Linked DNA regions of Mus musculus: region 1 is linked to region 2. The links are chromatin contacts, called in public Micro-C maps. All regions are on one chromosome and are shown on one strand. Each heading gives the region's core, a stretch centred on a gene start, on an enhancer-like site or on the middle of the called end of the contact. The rest is flanking DNA. Distances are from core to core; before and after follow the strand shown.

Region 1 (2,700 bases), core at 135-2,634, 150 kb after region 2:
TAAATGACTGCTCTAAACCTAATTCTTCCTATGGTATGCATTTCTGAGTCTACAGCAAACAAAACAAACACACATATAAAGACAAAACCAGCCATTGCATTGAAAGCTAAATTTCCTGCTAAAGAGCTAAATAAATACAGCATTTGACTGAATAGCACAGCACTGAAACTCCATTGGATGGTTCTCAGTAACTGAGATTTAATTAGTATCTAAGGAAACAAGAAATTCCTGTTTGAAAAAAAAAATCAAATGAAACGGAAAAAACAAATTACAATTGCTGTGCACAATTTTCCTGGCATGGTGGCCCCTGAATAAATGTGGTGCTATGACCCAGACCTCTTTCCTCCTTATGTGTGTCTGCTTCTCTTTCCTTCCTCTCAGTGAATATAGTTTAAATAAAGAAACATCTGCTGCACTCTGAAGCAGGGAGGCCAGCTTTTAACAGACAAAGGAGAAAAAAAAATTAAGCACTTGCACAGATGTGTACAGTACAGCTTGCACGGTCTTTGCCAGATCCAACCAGTCAACTGATGTTAGGCACTCTCTGAAAGAAGCAACTTACATCTTCTCTCACTAATTGAGAAAGTACGAGGAGAGTTACTTTGTAGTAAAGGTATTGATCTTTGGCATAGAAAAGAGTGGGTTTCTGAAGAATTGTTTTATGTATAAAGACTTTGTAACTACCATGTATTGAGCACTGATTAGATATTGTTCTAAATATACCACACAATGATGACATTTCATTCTTATAGGGCCATAATATGAAGATGTTACTGGGCTGATTTTAAACCTTGGAAAATGAAGCTAAAAGAAGTTACATCTCCTTCCCAGTGTGCCACCCTTAGAAGTCAGAAATCTGCTAAACAAACTTGCTATTCCAAAGTTTTACTATTCCACTTAGCACATCACTTTAGGAATAATAATTTTTGATAATTCAAATGTCCTTAAATCAAATATTATTATTTATGCTACCAACTTCCTTAAAATACCTTTTCTATTTATTTATTTATTTATTTATTGAAAATAATTGTGGAGACTTCCTCTTAGGACCAGATCATTTAAACCCAATTATCTTCTTATTTTTGCAAAATAGAATTAAAAATCTTAGGAATTTCCCTAAAGACAACCAGAAGATGACTCTAAAAGGTGTTTAGAAAGACCAAAACTAGTTTAGAATACTATTATTTAGTAGCGAATTAGCCCAATGTTATCTTACAACATAGAAACAGAACGGAAAAAAAAAAAAAGCCACAGTGGGCCCAGTGCTTTCCTTTATCAAGCCAGAATCTGGGTGGTATTTGGGCAGGCCTTAGCATGCTCAGGAGAAATGTCTCTACAAGCCTTGCCTTTCGGCTGGGCTACCATTTGATATGTAATTTTTGCTATGCTGGAGACTTTCTTACCCAATAGAAAGAGAATTACAATGACAAAGGCGCCTGGCAAATTGGAGACCCAGCTACAGGGGGGCGCCTCTGAGCAGGAAGAATTCAGCAGAGACTGAATTCCTGAATCTAGAGACAAAGGAGCTAGCTATAAGCAATGAAATTGTTGGGAGGGGTTCAGTCATAATATGATTATTGTCTGGCAAGCCACTCTTTCTCCTTTTGGTCATTAACATCTCCTTTCTACCAAAATCATCTTATGAGCTGAATTAGGGGACAGGTATTAAAAAGTGATAAAAATTAAAAATAAAAGAGATAAAAGGATTTACAAACATTCAAAGTTAGTTAAAATAATAGATTAATGTCTAATTAAATAAACTATATATCATACTAAAAATCAAGAAAATCATAACTTTAACTTGAAAAAAAAATACTTATGAACTAACCAGTACCCCGGAGCTCTTGACTCTAGCTGCATATGTATCAAAAGACGGCCTAGTTGGCCATCACTGGAAAGAGAGGCCCATTGGACTTGCAAACTTTATATGCCCCAGTACAGGGGAACGCCAGGGCCAAAAAGTGGGAGTGGGTGGGTAGGGGAGTGGGTGGGAGGGTATGGGGGACTTTTGGGATAGCATTGGAAATGTAAAGAAGGAAAATACCTAATTAAAATATTAAAAAAAAGAAAAATACTGACATCACCACCTAGATGCAGAATTTAGTTGACAATTATATTTAAGTGGGTGCAATAAAAAAAAACTTTCAACAATTGTAATTTATCTTCAAAAAAAATGAAACATATAGAAAATCTCAACAAAAATTTAATGTTGCCACATATTGAGTATGTGTGTACCATTGCAGTGAATCACTTACTACACTTTCATAGTTTTTTTTTAATCTTTCTTCAAGAAAGGCATCTATGGTGCTGGAGAGATGGCTCAGCAATTAAGAGCACTGACTGCTCTTCCACAGGTCCTGAGTTCAATTTCCAACAACCACAAGGTGGCTCACAACCATCTGTAGTGAAATCTGGTGCCCTCTTCTGGTATATTCAAAGACAGCGACAATGTACTCGCAAATAAACAAACAAACAAACAAACAAACAAATAAATCTTTTTTAAAAGCCTCATTAATTGATTTTATTATAATTTAAGTAGGGGAAGGTACATTTACTGTAAGCCTTAATGCATCCCATACAAAGCAGTTTTACTCATTTGAATTACCAGCATGATAATGCTTGATTTTGCCTTCCATGGTGAGCAAAAATATTAAATTACACTAAATAGTGTAAGGAAAATATGTAGGTGTGAAAGTGCCT
Region 2 (2,785 bases), core at 248-2,747:
GGAGATCATAACCCCTTGGGGACGCCTGGGGCCTCTGGGTTGCTGGGGACTCCAGAGCCTTCTGGATCTCCTGGGATTCCTTGACTGCTGGTGGCTTCCAGGCTGTGGAATCCAGGGCCTCTGGGGGCTCCCAGGATTCCTTGACCATTGGAAGCTCCTGAGGTCCCCAGTACTCCTTGGACTTTGGGGGCAAATGGGGCTCCTTGATCTCTGGGGATCCCCTGAACTCTGTGATGGCTGAGGATTCTCCAGACTCATTGGTCTCTGGGGGCTCCTGGGGCTCCTTGATCTCTGGGGGTTCCCTGAGCTCACTGATGGCTGAGGGTTCCCTGGGCTCTCTGATCTTTGTGGGCTCCCCGGGCTCTGTGGTTGCTGGGGGTTCCCAGGGGTTCTGTGACTCCCTGGCTGCTGGGAACTCTGGGGACTCTGGGGGCTCTTGGGCCTCTGAGGGCTTTCGGAGTGGTTCATGCTCTTTGACTGCTCCGGATTTCTGGAGCTCTGGTATCTGGGCCTGGAGGGCAGCATTTTCTTCCATGAGCCTTTTCACTTGAGCCTGCAGAATTTCATTCTCCAATTTCAGAGTAACATAGGAAGCTGCTAAGTCCTCTACCATCTTTTGAGGAAACGGGCCTGGTTTGGCAACTTGCTACCAAGAGAGATTGAGTAGCTGCTTGTGAGGTCTTTGCTGAAAGCGGCTCACAGGCAGACAGACGTCAGGCTCCGTGACTTTTCCAAGGGGTGGGGATTTGGACCCAGCCAAGGCTGATTATCAAGAGGTCACTGGGAGCCTTAGAGCTCAGCACCGGGAAGTGTGAGACACACTGTGAAGAGAGAGGGAGCTGAGGATCAGAAACTGTGGAAAGCACTCATTCTATATAAATCAACAAAATCTGTCCAACTCTGCTGGCTTTCTTTTACCACAAGCTCATGTTCATGAACTGGAGTATATTTATTTGCCCTGACCTCATGACATTTTACAAGCACATGACCCAGACTGTACATGTCAGTTTGCATTTTTTGAAACTTCACACTATATCAGAAACAATTGCCCCATATGCCTTTGTTTTAAGTCGTTTTTAATTTCTAGTGTCTACCTAATATTTCAATGTAACATTTGGATGTTAGCAGCTGCTTTCAGCGACCAAATCAGATGTTTAGAGCGCTATGGGGATTTTAGGTTTGGGAGGACTAACACAAGAGATATTTTGAGTGACTAGCATAGGAATTGGGGGTGGGGGTGCTCTTTCTCCCACCTCAGAAATCATACCACACAAGTAACCACACACAATCAGACACGGGAGAAAGCAAGCAAAAGTTGAATAAATAAATAAATAAATAAATGAGCATACATATATACATATTAAGCAGGCACATGCATATTATTTATAAAATGCTTCAAAATAGTTAGCAAAATCCTCTTTATAGATGTACATTACCATTTAGAGATGTAGGGCTGGAGCTCTGCTGTCTGCATAGCCATCGCTGAGGAGAGAAGTGTGTGAATGGCTGCGGAGGCTTGCCTTTTCTGCACACACTGAACTCAAACAAACACACCCACTCCCAGAACACGTTCCAACTCTCCTCTGTAACGTAGCTATTTTGAGTATGGAAGAGTGGTTTTTTTTTTCTCTCTCTCTCTCTCTCTTTTGACAGTACCTCACAGTTCCGAGCTAGAAGGAAAGTAGGATGCTGCGCCAATGTGAGGCAGCTTCGTGCACTCAGTCCTTGGTTACTTTAATAAATATTTGGTCAGGAAATTGGGAGTAATACCACTGCCCTTGTGAAAAGTTGCAAACATTTCTGAATGACCGCAGTGGTTTGGGATTTGATTTTTTTATGTCTGTTTCACGTAACTTACCCGTACTCTATCCACACTGAGACGTTTGTTTAATTCTTACTTAGAGAGCAAACTACAGCCCCCTCAGTCCTTCCTCCTGTCTACCTACTCAGTCCCGAGTGTCCCACCTTGAAATACTTTTTTAGAATCTTCACCGTGGACAGATCTAGGAAACTTATAATAGAGTAAGGATGTCAGAGAGGCAAACTTTTGATTGGCTATCTTGTAAAAAGCACTTGGCTGATTGTGAATATACCTGCCCAGGGTTCTTCCGCCCACCTGAGCTGCTCAGGTAGCTCCTGACAGCACATGGATGCCCTACTTTTACTGGTCTCTTTGTTTTCTCATGCCAAATCATAGTTTTATGCTAGGCATAGATCATATGGCCATTTAAAGCAAGGATCAGAAACAACTATTTTAATTGCAGCAATGAGTTATATAAGGCTACTTCAAATCACGCAATTCAGCCATGGTCCCAAGTCTCCTTTAAACATGGTCAGTTCCACTTATTAGCATAGTGGAATAAATCCTGGAGATAGAATAGGCCTAAACCACAGAAAATTGACTGCCTAGGCTAGCTGAATCTGAATACAGAGGCTTTAAGAAGAAAGTAAAATCATGTGCATCTTTAGTTTGTTCTGTACCTATCTTGCAATTATTTTAAAAGTAAAACATACATAAAAATATCACCATTATCAGACAATTTATTCTATTTGTGTAAAAACTTTCAGAAAACTAAAGCATTCTTTCCCATTGAGAAGAAATAAAAAGACATTTAATAATGCCTTCACCAATTAAAAAACAGAGAGATAGTTATAGTTATGACATTTGTTTTATTTTCTTATCATTAATGAGTGGACAGTTTGAGACATAGAATAAACTATTTAAGTTGTCTGATAGCCATACTTATACAACTAACTAGTTTTACTGTTGTGATGTTTATATGTC

What was found. Hi-C and Micro-C count contacts between places; a contact is called where the count stands out from the background.
Region 1: a Micro-C map of embryonic stem cells shows a contact between it and region 2, with 4 times the contacts expected there. The contact joins the enhancer-like site here to the promoter of Rtl3 in region 2. A contact is called at or near these places in 1 of 39 promoter capture datasets (macrophages), 1 of 484 Hi-C or Micro-C datasets (embryonic stem cells), 1 of 115 datasets of contacts at active chromatin or transcription factors (embryonic stem cells) and 3 of 9 other capture datasets (adipose tissue, embryonic stem cells and macrophages).

Annotation. Positions count from the first base shown.
Region 1 is chrX:106,986,562-106,989,261 of GRCm38.p6, forward strand. No RefSeq gene overlaps it. Among named protein-coding and RNA genes, the nearest start is that of Lpar4, 67 kb to the left of the region's middle. Within about 2 kb of position 1,385, at least 11 of the 459 cell types and tissues checked have an H3K27ac peak or open chromatin away from gene starts, as enhancers often do. A contact at or near this core is called in embryonic stem cells, where this site is marked.
Region 2 is chrX:106,839,042-106,841,826 of GRCm38.p6, forward strand. Rtl3 (retrotransposon Gag like 3) reads right to left here and starts at 1,498. Exons shown (of 2, transcript NM_199468.2): 1 at 1,437-1,498; 2 at 1-821. The coding sequence starts at 613.